Linked DNA regions of Gossypium hirsutum: regions 1 and 3 are each linked to region 2. Evidence: chromatin contacts called from public Hi-C data. All regions are on one chromosome and are shown on one strand. The core of a region is the stretch at or near the end of the contact, and the rest is flanking DNA. Distances in the headings are between cores, read along the strand shown.

Evidence for each region. Hi-C and Micro-C count contacts between places; a contact is called where the count stands out from the background.
Region 1: a contact with region 2 is called in a Hi-C map of leaf, with 2.2 times the contacts expected there. The contact joins the promoter of LOC107932707 here to the promoter of LOC107932697 in region 2. A contact is called at or near these places in 8 of 34 Hi-C or Micro-C datasets (anther, callus, leaf and 2 more).
Region 3: a Hi-C map of leaf shows a contact between it and region 2, with 3 times the contacts expected there. The contact joins the promoter of LOC107932696 here to the promoter of LOC107932697 in region 2. A contact is called at or near these places in 9 of 34 Hi-C or Micro-C datasets (callus, hypocotyl, leaf and 1 more).

Annotation. Positions count from the first base shown.
Region 1 is chrA09:21,746,486-21,750,935 of Gossypium_hirsutum_v2.1, reverse strand. LOC107932707 (scarecrow-like protein 8) reads left to right here and starts at 1,925. Exons shown (of 1, transcript XM_041076255.1): 1 at 1,925-4,281. The coding sequence starts at 2,330. The coding sequence ends at 4,177.
Region 2 is chrA09:22,249,855-22,254,228 of Gossypium_hirsutum_v2.1, reverse strand. It overlaps LOC107932697 (sec-independent protein translocase protein TATB, chloroplastic), which reads left to right and starts at 2,401. Exons shown (of 6, transcript XM_016864778.2): 1 at 2,401-2,856; 2 at 2,945-3,066. The coding sequence starts at 2,637.
Region 3 is chrA09:21,989,050-21,993,704 of Gossypium_hirsutum_v2.1, reverse strand. It overlaps LOC107932696, which reads right to left and starts at 1,310. Exons shown (of 1, transcript XM_016864777.2): 1 at 63-1,310. The coding sequence starts at 1,094. The coding sequence ends at 267.

The DNA.
Region 1 (4,450 bases), core at 676-3,175, 500 kb after region 2:
ATTAAATTTATTTTACATTAGATTTATATAATTATTTGTGTATATAACATGTAAAAATAAAATAATGTTACATTGATAATGATGTCAATAATTTATAAAAATAAAAAATCAAATCAAATTTTCGTTGTACAAAATTAAAATTTATATATGATATTACATCTTATGTTAAATCAAACTTTCATGCATAAGATAGTATTTTTGAAAGTTGAGTGGTAAATAAGTTTTTATGCTTTATTTGGGAATGAATATTTTAAGGTCGGGGCATGGCCAGCGTAGCCAACTTTTATGGGTTTCAAATTCTAACCTCAGAAACAGACATATGGTGCGCAACTAACACGTGTCGGTAAATTCGCCAGAATCAACCCGGAATTGTCTGTTTAGACTTACGACGAAAACCTAGACACTGGAATATTGAATCAGCGAACCAAGTTATGAGAAGTTTTCCATCTGACCAGGCAGTCACCCTGAGTTCCTTCAAAGCTTAGCCTCATTTTTCCACGTATTCTAGGGACTGCTTTCCTTACTTGCTTCCCCCCCCCACCCTTTTGGCCTTTTTTCTTAAACAGTTGGTAACTGTTCTGTCAGGTGATCAAATACCCAACAAAGATCATTAGAATTTCACTCAATTGAAATTCACGTCCGATGATCATATCCTTCGCGTGGAATCACATTTCACTTTTATTTTGGGTAAACTCCCCATTTGGTCACCAAACTTTTAAGCCACTTTCATTTTGGCCATCCAAAAAGAAATCCTTGCAATTTCATCATTCAATTTCTAAGGCGTTTTCATTTTAGTCACTCAAGCATTAAATCTTTAATAGTGGTTGACTGTACACCATATTATATTTACACTTTTATTTTGGTCACCAAATGTTTAGGACGCTTTCTTTTTAGTCATAAAAAATCATTTTGTAAGTATTGATTAGGGTAAAAAAATATTAAAGATTAAAGTGAAAAAGCTATAGAAACTAAAATAATACATTAAAAAAATTTTATATTGTATTTATTTACTTCCTTGTTGAAAGTTCCATTTTTTTTTCAATATTGAAAAATTATATTTTAGAACATTCAAAATTAATTAAATAAATTGTTGAAAATTTTTATCCTTGATAGTGTCACCCAATTTATTACCGTAATATTGAAATTTATCAAATTAATTAATTTAATTTCCTTCTAAATTTTGAAATTTTATTTTATGTTTTCAAATTATCCTTAACAAAATCAACTAAAAAATTCATATTTAATAACTGTCTACGAAACTTAAATTTATTTTGATTATTCTTTTCATTATTTAATATGAGTTATTCGAGTTGATTTTGCTAAAGATAATTTAGAAGCATAAAATAAAATTTTAAAATTTAGATGGAGTTTTAATTAATTAATTAATTAATTTTAATATTATAATAATAAACCGGTTGATACTATCAAGATTGAAAAAAATTAGAATTTTCAAGAATGGGATAAACAAGTACAATTTGCCAAGTTTTTAATGCATTATTTTAGTTTCTATCGTTTTTTCATTTTGATACTTTTTTTTACTTGGATAAAGACTTTAAAAACATTTTTTTGGGTGACCAAAATAAAAGTGACTTAGAAATTGAGTTATAAAATGAAAGTGTAAATATGATGTGACATGATTTGGTGTGTACAGTGAGTTGCGGTTAAGGATTTAATATTTGAGTGGCTAAAATTAAATTATCTTAAAAGTTGAGTGATAAAATTACAAGTTTTTTTTATGTGACCAAAATGAAAACATCGTAAAAGTTGGGTAAGCACCTGGGAAGTTTACCCTTGCATTCTCTGTACCTCAATTCCCATTGCTACGTGAGTTAAATCTCGAGAAAAAACGCGTGGCATTTGTTTTCAAACAGCTCGCACTGAAGCTAATATCCGTGTTATGGAGGGAGAGCTGGTCTTCACTAAAAGCAATCACCGAACGCTGTTATAAAAAAATATCAAGAACCGCCAAATCACAAAGGTGATTAACGGCTGTGATCTGATTGCTTTGGTTCATCAAAATGAAAAAAGTATTTAATATTTACATTTCTTCATTAATTTAAATATAAAACCAGAAACCACCAAAACCGGACGGGTAAGAGCTGGTTGGATTTTGGAAACCCCTTCTTTCTTTTATATATATATTTATCTTCTCCATTAATCCATCTCCGTTGGATTCAGGAGAATCTTTTGTACGCCATAATCGAAGCTCTATCTCTCGAGTCTTCAATCATGAGTTTCTTCAAAAGCTAATTCACGTTATTCTTATTTCATTCATTTATTTTTCTTCTTTGAATCCGCTCTCTGAGGAGAGAAAAGAGAGGGGAGGGAAATGACATCGGGGTTCTCCGGGGGTGGCACAGAGTTTTACGGTAGAATAGCAGGCGGATCCGTCTCTAACAGTGGCACCATGAGCAACAACCAACCCACTGCACCGTACGGGACACATGGAATCTTCATGGACCCTAAGTCTCAAATCGTGAACAGGGCCGCACCCGGTTTCGTCGGGAAGCGAACACGAGCTGACTTCAATAACCACGGCCTCAATGATCTTAATCCCCGTCCAGTTAAGCCCAGAAATTACCAGCACGCTTATCCGATTTCTCCCTTATCGCCTATAGATTTCTCGTGCAACATATTACCGGACGTTACATGTAATTTCTCGCCTTCTTCTTCCATGTCGCAGCGATACGGGGTGCCGGTTTTACAGCAGCTGAGGCGGCAGCAACTTCCTCTCGGTATCAGCTCCGGAGCCACAATCCAGGCCATGAACCCTGGTTTCTCAAGCGCTCAGTACTTGAACTTGGTGCAAGCACGAGTGGTCCAGGCGCAAGACCCGGAAAATAAGATGATGAATCAGCTTCAAGAGCTGGAGAAACAGCTACTAGACGACGACAACGAGGAGGAAGGAGATGCCGTTTCGGTGATTACCAATAGCAACAGCGAATGGTCAGAAACTATACAACCCTTGATCAGTTCGAGCAGCCCTAACAAGCAGATTGCCACATCGCCTACTTCTTCAACTACTTCATCCTCTTCGTCCACATCATCGGTGGCTTCTCCAGTTTCTATTTGTTCAAAGCAGAAAATAATGGAGGTTGCATCAGCTATTTCCGACGGTAAAACTGACGTCCTAAACGAGATCCTGGCCCGATTAGCTCAACTTGCTAATGCTAAAGGGAATTCAGAGCAGAGGTTGACGGAGTGCATGTTGTTGGCTCTAAAATCGCGGCTCAACTCCGTAGAAAGCTCGCCACCGGTGACTGAGTTGTTCAGCAAGGAACACGCTACAGCGACTCATTTGCTCTATGATCTGTCTCCTTGTTTTAAGCTCGGGTTCATGGCTGCTAATCAGGCTATCCTCGATGCCACTTTGGACCAACCAAGCTGTAAGAAGTTACATATTATAGATTTTGATATTGGGCAAGGAGGGCAGTATGCAACTCTTCTCCACGCGCTCTCGGAGCGTGGGAGAGGGAACCCTGCCATGATAAAGATCACTTGTATTGCTGATAATGGTGGGGATGAGAGGTTGAAGGCGGTTGGTTTTAAGCTGAGTCTAGTTGCTGAGCGGTTCGGAGTTCGTTTAAAATTTAATGTGGTACCGAGTCTTAAACTCAGCGATCTGAGTCGAGAGTCACTCGGCTGCGAACTCGACGAGCCTTTGGCTGTCAATCTCGCGTTCAAGCTTTATCGAATGCCGGACGAGAGCGTATCAGTGGAAAATCCGAGAGACGAGCTTCTCCGTCGCGTGAAAAGATTGGCGCCGTGCGTGGTAACGATAGTGGAACAAGAGATTAACACCAATACGGCGCCGTTTGCCTCAAGGGTGGGAGAAGCAGTTGGATATTACGGAGCTTTGTTTGAGTCGATTGAGTCGACCTTTGGGAGGGAGAACTCAGAACGAGTGAAGGTGGAGGAAGGTCTGTTGCGCAAAATTGTCAACTCTGTTGCGTGTGAAGGGAGGGACCGCGTTGAAAGATGCGAGGTTTTTGGGAAGTGGCGGGCCCGGATGAGCATGGCGCGGTTCGAGTTAAAGCCGCTGAGTGAAAGTGTTGCAGAGTCGATGCGTGCCAGACTCAATTGTGGTAACCCGGGATTCACCGTTAAAGAAGAAAACGGAGGGATTAGCTTTGGTTGGATGGGCCGAACTCTCACCGTCGCATCAGCCTGGCGTTAACTTCACCTTTTTCTCTCTAATATTGTTATTAATTGCTAGAAGAAAAAGCGAACAAAATTCCAGCAAACCCAAATAATAAAAACTTGTGTTTGGATTCCTCGAAATATTCTCCGCCTGCATTTTATTTAATATTTTTCCCCCCAATGCAGCATGGGGTGGGCCATAGGGTGGAGTTTGCCTTTCACAGGGAGGGCTCCACTATGAAGATCTATTTTATGATTCTTTATTTTATTTCGTAGTTTTAAGTATTTATATTTAGATATTTAAAATGAA
Region 2 (4,374 bases), core at 1,152-3,651:
AAGTAATTCTCTTAACATACTTTAACAAATTGAATACTAAACCACTTAATCTGTAAAAGCTAAAATATGAGATAAGTATTTGTACTTTTCGTAAAATTAAAATTTAGTCATTATATTTCTATTCTTAAGAATTTAATTCCTCTATGTTTCAAATTTCTGAATTTAAGTTTAATTGTTAAAATTACTTTTTATTATTATTAAATTCGTTAGGGATTTGGATGTCGAATTTGGGAATAGGTGATAATACTTTAGGGATTTAGGATGAAGAAGAAGGGGGAAATAGAACTGGGGAAAATGGAGAAAATGTTAAGTGTATCAGGTGTGGGTAAAAAAAAAGACAGCTAAACGACGAAGTTTTGAACAAAATAATTTAACATTAGCGGCGTTTATAACCTAGCGCCGCTAAAAATGCACCTATTGCGGTGTTTAGGGTTTTAGGGGTTATAGTTTAGTGTTTAGGGTTTGTTAGGATTTAGGGGTTTACTATTTTAGGGGTTATAAAGTAGTGTTTATGATTTTTTGGGGTTTAAGATTTTAAGAGTTATATGACTTTTAGCGGCGCTTTACCAAAAGCGCCGCTAATGCTCTGTCTTTTAGCGGCGTTTTACCAAAAGCGCCGCTATTTCTCTGTTTTTAGCGGCGTTTTAACAAAAAACGTAGCTATTGCTCAGTTTTTAGCGGCGTTTCCGCTATTGCTCTGTGTTTTACAATTTTTGCGGCGTTTTTTGATAAAACGCCGCTAAAAACGCCGCTAAAGCCCTATTTTCCTGTAGTGATACAATAATGTAATAAACATTGTGCTAATAGTATTAATAATAATATTAAAAACATGATGATAATAACAAAAAATATGTTGACGATAACATTAAATATGGGGATAATAGTAAAAAAAAATTGGAATAAAAATGTTAAATTAGTAATAGTGAGAAATAGTAAATAATAATAATTTGATATAAAAATGGTAACCGATAATAAACAATGGTAAAAAATAATATAATAAGTCTATGTATAATAGAAATTTATATTTAAAATAATTAACTTCGCTTAAAAATATATATATTTACATAATAAATATATAATAATAAATAAATAATATAATAATATGAAACATAACTCAAATTAATTAAATTAATAGAAAATAATAAAAAAATATAAAAATAATGAGAATAAAGCTCAAATAAATTAATTTAACAGTAAAATAACAAAAATAAAAAAGGGGTTAAATTGAATTAAAAGTGAAACTTTGAGGCCAAATCAGAAAGAAAATAAAATCAGAGGTAAACTCCCTCTCTTTTCTCTTATTTCATTTGTGTAAAAAAAAATGTGAACGTCAAAGTAAACAAAATTGAATAATATAAAAAGTTACCTTAAAAATCTAATTTGTATTCTCTTTGATTTCGTATGTGTATTCTCTAAAAAATTCCCCCTCTTACAATAGTTTTTCCATGGCTTTTATAGTCAAATTTTACAACTTATAACAAGTAGGGTGATTTAGTTAGTGGGGGTGATGGAGGTAGTGGATGGTTTAGTAGGGTGTGGGGGTGATGAAGGTAGTGGATGGTTTAGTAGGGTGATGGAGTTAATGGTTAGTTTAGTGGAGTGTTTAATTTAGGCTAGTTTGATTGGGCCCGGGCAGAAATTAGGCTTAACAAACTTCTAATCCTATAATCTATGATTTGATATAATTAATAATTTATATTATATATTATTGTATATTCATATTTAAAAAGGTAAAAAAAAATTAAAATGCATATCTAAAATAAACCTGGACATATGAAAGTCTAGGTTCATCCCATCAAAATTCAAAATTCAAAAATATAAAAACTGAAAACTTTTTTTAGACTTACTTTAGAATACACGTGTAGTTGCTAAAAATACGTTTAGAATGAATTTCCAAATTTAGATAAATTTTGGCCCCAATTTATTCAAGTTCATTTTGTACATCTATCTTTAGTAAAAAAATTATATAAAATTTATTTTTTATAAAATTTTAATAAAATTTTATATCTTTATATTTATTTAATAATTTTAAAAAAATCACAACATTATTTATAAGTCATTCACTCTTTTTTATTTTATTTAATAATGACGTATAATATTATTATTTATCGATGATACATAAAACTTGTAGACATCGGTGTATCAAATATTATTTGTAAGATTAATATGAAAAAGAAAAAGAAAGTATAAGAACCGGATTGAAAATATTACCAATTAATCCAGGGTAAAGGTTATTGAAGAAAAAAACCTGAACGTAACTCATTTTTATCAAACATTGTGGGGAAGCCCTAAAAAATTGGGCTATCTTAAACATGATGTGCCAGCATTTGACTACCCAAATCAAGCCCAGAACTTTGTGATGGCTGATCATGAGAGTCAGGTGTCGACCCACATTGAAATGGCCATTTCAGCCTACAATAAGATCTCCAGAATCCGGATCAAGTGAGCTCCAAAAGTAAGCTTCTCTGTAATGTTGGTATCGTAATCTCCTCGACCATCATTTTCCACATATTGCATTTTTAGACATCTTCCCATTTCAAGATAACCTTTGGTTTGGTGTCCCCTCCCAATTCCATGTCTATGCTCGGAAAAATCTAAGCTCTCCTTAAACTCACTAAAATTATCTATCTCTTCAAATGACCACAATTATGGCCGTCTCAACTTCCGCATTCTTATTCACACCTTCCGTTAGCTCCAAGTCCACTACTTTCTCCTTCTCTCCTTTAGTTTCACATCGCAAATCCTTTCCTTTCCGTTTCTCCACGTGGTTTCCTCAGTTGGGTCCATCCTTTTTTTCTCAATGGAGTGGTCTAAAGCATCTGGGCATTTCAATCTCACCAAAATCTCTTAAATTAGGTATCTTTTTTATTTTTTTTTATTTTGGTCTGGGTTCCTCTTTTTAAGCTGTCTATGCAGTTCATTTATTTTGATTATTGAATTTCAGAAAAAAAAGGAAAATGTAAAGGAAAGGTGGTTCATGCATCTTTGTTTGGCGTTGGAGCTCCTGAGGCTCTGGTTATTGGGGTAGTTGCTTTGTTGGTGTTTGGTCCCAAGGGTCTGGCTGAGGTATGTTCTGCCTTTATATGCTAAGGGACAAGTCATTCTCATTTGCATGTTGTTTCAATTATAAGCACCAACCTGTCACTTGCTCCTTTTATGGTTTGTAACATTTGATGATTTTCCAGGCTGTTTGTGTCTATCATATGTTTGTAATGTATGTCTTTGTACAGTTCAAGTTTCTAATTTTATGCGGGTATTGGATTTAGATAGGTCCTAAGCTTTGGAAACATAGGCTTTGTGGCAACTATTTTAAAATATTAATCTCTATTCAACGCTTCAAATATGAATTAAGCAACAAGAAGCAAAAAAAATTGGTAGAATTTCTAAGGAGTGCCTGGGAAGTTGGTATGATAAATTGTTGAAACTGAAAAATTATTGCTGGTTTAGTGTTGGATTTTATAGACAATACTTAGCTTTGCTTGAAACTGAAATTGATATGGTTTCTTGTCTTATATAAGAATTCAAATGTTCGTTTAAATTATAATCTTAGATGATAGAAAGAATCCTTTTTATTGAGATGAAATATAGAAAGAATCCTTTTTATTGAGATGAAATCTTATTTTATTCGTTTTTAAGCTTCTTTTAGTATATGAGTGAACAATAAATTAATTCAATTGGTAATATTTAGCCATTCCCATGACTTAATTTTGGTAAAGAGAAGGAAAATTTTTCGCTTATTTTGAAGAAATCTTATTTTTTATCAGTTTTTACTCACCTTTCTAATTTCAAGTTTAAAATTGCACTAACTATTCTTTAGTTTATATCTAACTATTGTACTACATCTGTAATAAATAAGCATTTTCCTCATATATAAGACTAGTAACCAAGCGAGGCATTAATGTAGTGTTGTTTGACAAGATAATGATTTTTTTTCCCTTGATGCAGAAACATTGTTGTCATTTAAGTCCAATTCATTCCATTGTATTACCCTATTTTAAACTCTTAAGCTCCCCTATCCTTTCAGGGCTCATTCTAATGATGCCTTGATGTATTTAGTGATCCAGATCTTTAAGAATAAGTGTTGTGTCTTTTACCTCAGATCCCTCTTGACATTTTACTAAATGGCTCGATATGTCAAGAAGAATCTAACTTGTGAGGACTGGAGAGTTAAAAGACATTAATTTTGCTATATATCACATTTTATTAATTAGGCTTCACGTTATTCAAATCGAAGGAATGAATATTTCCTTAGGTATTGTGATAAGGACTGATAATCAATTATTAAATATGCTGTATCCATGATGTCTGATGTACCATAAAGGCATTAAAATAAAACATATAAGTGCTTGGATGCTTTGATTCTTTACAGAGTAG
Region 3 (4,655 bases), core at 61-2,560, 260 kb after region 2:
TAGCAACTGTAATAGCATACCTATTCCAACGCATAAGAATAAGTTGCCGGTAGGGCATTGGATACCTGACAAAAAGGTTTTTATTTCCCACTACATAGAAGCCGATGCTTATGGCCTTCACCAGCAAAAACAACAACAACTATTACAATCTCCCTTCAACTCCAAAGAGCACCACCATTTAAAACAAAATCACGTTTGGCTAATGGCAATTGTCTTGTTGAATTGACTGACTTAGTAATATAGGATTATTCATCTTGTCTCGAGAATTAGAAATCATCGCCGCCATCATCATATCCAAGATCATCTTCAACCTTCTCCGCCACTTCATCTTCGAAATGATCCTCCAGCGCATCCACGCCCTCCGCTAATGCCAGTCCACCCAAAGCCCCTGCAACCGCACCCACAGCCAATCCTGTCCCCATCCCTCCGAACTTACTCTTCTTCTTCTCCACTTGCCCATAGTACCCACCACTTCCTTCACCGTACGCCGGCCGAGCATTGTAATTGTACGCACTGTAGGGATACCCAGAAGCTGGGGCTGCATAGTAAGGACTTTGTGGCTGTGGCGGGTGAGCGTATGGGTAAGGATAACCATAAGTTTGCGGAGCTCCTGGGTAGGCTCTTGAATCCGGTGCTGGGACCCCGTAGGGTGGTGCACGGTACGGATCGGGATCATGATAGCGTGGCTCTCTGGTCAAAACTCTAACGTCAACTTTTCCTTGGGGTCTCCCAGAGGGTCGCTTCAGCTTGAGCGTTTTCTCGTGGCTTACTTCGAAGCCGGCCTTATCAAGGACTTTTCGGAGCTTGATCTTACCTGAGCCAATGAGTGGTTTGGTGTGCTCCTCGGAACCGACGTGGACGACGTCGATGAAGAGAATGGTGTCGTCGTCGACGGGACCAGCAGGGAGAGGGATGACCAGAGTTTCGTCCCATATGGGACTAGTGTCACCCTCCTCATCGACTTTGGTGGAACACTTGTTCTTTGGGTCCACCCACAAGACGACGTACGGCCTGATTGGACCGTGACGCCAATTGACGTTTTTGAGATCTTTGGCGGAGGAGAGGGTCACCTCTATTTCACGGGGTGAGGCCATTAATATGCTTCTTAATCAAGGTGGAAATAAGTAAAAAGGATCTGGTTTGGTTTTGGAGTATGACCAAACAAGGTGATGACTCAAGTATATATAGGTTCTAGGAAAGAGGTTTTTTTGACATTAAACGTAATCACCAGATTGACCTTTTAATCTATATGGGGAGTGGGAACTGGGGAAGGGAATACTTAGAGAAGGACATGGACATTATGGTCTAAACAAAGGGTGAGACTGGGGGAGGGATTAACGAGAGGTGGTGTAGCTGGGTATTCTTAATTGCTTAAATGTGACTTTTAAAGAGAGACAGGTGCCGACTTTGAATTGCACAATGACAAATATTATTACCAAACATGGAGCAGGCACATATCCTTCATGATCTTCTACATTAATTATAGTTAAAAAATGACAAACACACCCCTATAATTTAATTCTTTTTGGTAATAACACATCCCAACATTATTAACAATTTACCTTTAAGGGATTTTTATTAAAATTATATTAATTTATTACTTTTTTTTTCAAATTGACATGGATTGAAAATTTTTTATCAAAATGATATGTTTTAAATCATAAAAATTGCAAACGCTATAGGCCCAAATTGACATTTTTTTTGTGGCAATTTGGGTGGAACACCAAACTGTGAGGCCCAAATCACTACAAATCATATTGATTTGGAACTTTGGGAAACGTGTGCCACTTTTTACTATTTAAACATAGGTTTAGGGCAAAGAATTTTGTCAAATCGTAGCTAAAATTGTCGATTTGGGGAAGAATCTTTGCCACCCAAATCGATTCACTTTGTGGCTATTTGGCTTAGAGATTTTTTGCCCAACAATACCCAACAGTCCAAAAGAAACCCAAGACCCTAACCCCACTACACATATATATATAATATCTTGACATTTTCAATATAACACATGGTAAAAATTTGGGTTTGAATATCAAGAAAATTATGAGAAAATTTTATGGAACGACTCAAATAAAAAATTTTAGAAAAGGAATTTGATATTGGAGAAGGGCAATTACGTGAAAAGAGTTGTAAAGTTGGAAGTATGACAAAAAAAAAAGATTAAATCTCAAATTTTAAAAAATATGAGGACTAAAGTGCAATTTGACCAACAAAAGAACCATTGAGTTATATTATCTTGAATCATGAAAGTACCATTGAGCCTTATTACTCAGCGTACAATTTGTTTATTCCATGCACGGGTACATGTATTCTCGAAGCCAGAAATTTTTTTTATGGAGCCGAAATTAACTTTTAATTTTTAATAGCCTATATCTTTATAATTTTTAAAGAATTAAATAAAAAATTTATTATTTTTAAGGGGTTAAAGTGCAATTTTATCTTTAATAATTTAAAGTTTTAAATTTTCTAAAGGGTCTAAATGGACAATTTTCCATTTTAGGGGGGTAGGGGCCCCTACCAGCTCCCCAAGATATGCCACTGTCGAAGCCTCAAGAAAGTGAAGTTAGCATCCATATAGCAACAATTGACTCAACTTAAGTTTGTATAGTTCCTTTTGTTAGAAAAACAGGTTTGGAAAATGCAATGAAAAATAAGTTCTAAGGAAAAATTAGAGTCTTAAATTTTTTTTTCTAAAACTAGAACTTAGTTATGGTATCTAAAGTAATAAACACTTAATCAAAATTGTACATCTTTGATTGGTCTAAGATGAACGCTTCGACTGAATAGTCTTATCTACTATCCTGAAGCTCATGTTTGTCAATGTAGGTAGGGATGAGCATTCGATCGAATCGAATAAAAAAATTTCGAGTTAATTGAGTTCACAAGTCATATTTTATCTTCCTAACTCAATTTGATTTTTTTTCGAATTGAGTCGAGTCAAATTGAGTGAAATTGTTCGAGTTAAATAAAAAAATTTAAACATGTCAAATAAAAACATTATTAAAATAAAGCTAATTCCATGTTAGAGCACATAAATTTGAAACCATATATATTTGAAAAAAAAAATCAAAGTAAAAAAAAAACCTTGATTATGATAAATTTGAATCATTAATTAAGTCCCAAAATTATTATTTTAGAATATTTTTAAAAATTTAAATTATATATATTTTAGAATTTATTTTAAAAATATAAAATTTGAAAATTTTATCAATATTTTTAATTTTAAAAATTATTTTGATTTTTTTGTAATTTTTGTTGAGAGAGACCAATTTGCTTCTTTTCAAAGTTGATAGGAACCAATAGGTATTTACACCAATTTGTTTATCCGAGTTATTCGAATTGTGAGATTCAACTCTACTCAAACTCGAAACTAGAATCGAGTTATTCGAGTTGACTCAAATAATTCTAATAACTCGATTCGATTAATTTGAAATTCATTTTTTTTATTTTTTTGAATCGAATCGAGTTTTGCTCACCCTTAAGTGTGGGCTCATTTCGAATCAGAAAATTTTCCACAAAATTACCAGTGGGGTAATTTTGCATTTTTCTAAATTTCAAGGTCAAGTTGTAAATAAGAAAAATATCTCTAGAAATCTTTTGAAATAATTTATTTAGAAATTGTTCTCTCTACAACTTTCTTTTTAACTCATGTATGTGAAAAAAAATGTCTCAATGCTCTCTTATATAGGAAGAGTTTAGAGAGTTCAACTATGATTAAACTTAATCACTTTAATATAATACTTATCAAGGTAAATATTAGATTAAATTTAATATTAAATCTCATTAAATTGATAGAATATTTATCTACAAGATAAATATTAAATTAAATTTAATATTAAGATAATCACTTTAATATTAAATTAATAAAATACTATTAAGATAAGTATTAAATTTAATTTAATATTGAATTTATTAAAATAATATTATATTTGTAATAGTTAATCGAAAATCAAATTCTCTAGTAGAGTCCCAATAGGAGTGCAATTCTTCCATTGCTTAACCATCGAAAAACCATCGTCGTTGACCATCCGTCAACCACCAGAATGTCGTTGTCGCAACCGCCGACGCCGTTGTATATGGTGGTGCCATCGCAGGTCCGACACCCCTATAGTACCTCAAGCCGATTTGGCTATTGTCGATTTGGTCTGGGCTAGTGACAGCTTGACCGGTCCTTGCTGGACCGTTAGCCCGGCTTCACATATCAAGCCCGGTTCAACCAATTTTTAGGTCTTGATCTCAATTTTGAGTTGTTGAGCTCAATTTTCGATCTCAAGTTCAATTACCCATTGAGCTAGTTGTCTGACTTGAAAATTAATTTCCAAAAATATCATATTAATTTTAATTAATTTGATTAATTTAATTTTACTTGATCAAAATTAATTTTCCCAAAAATCACTGAGATTTTCCAAAATTAATTTTTCAAGAAAATTCTTTAATCAAATTCTGTAGTTGAACAATTCTCACAATCACCTAATTTAATTTCACATCGAGTAAATTGACTCAATTAAATTATTTCCAAAGTCGTAGAATTTTCTTTTGATTCAAATGCAATCCGATCGAACTTTTGTTAAGTTAGCGGAGAGACCAATCAAACATATACAATTAGGCTCAAGTAATTGCAATTATGTCCAAAAGTATCATTTCGATAATTTACA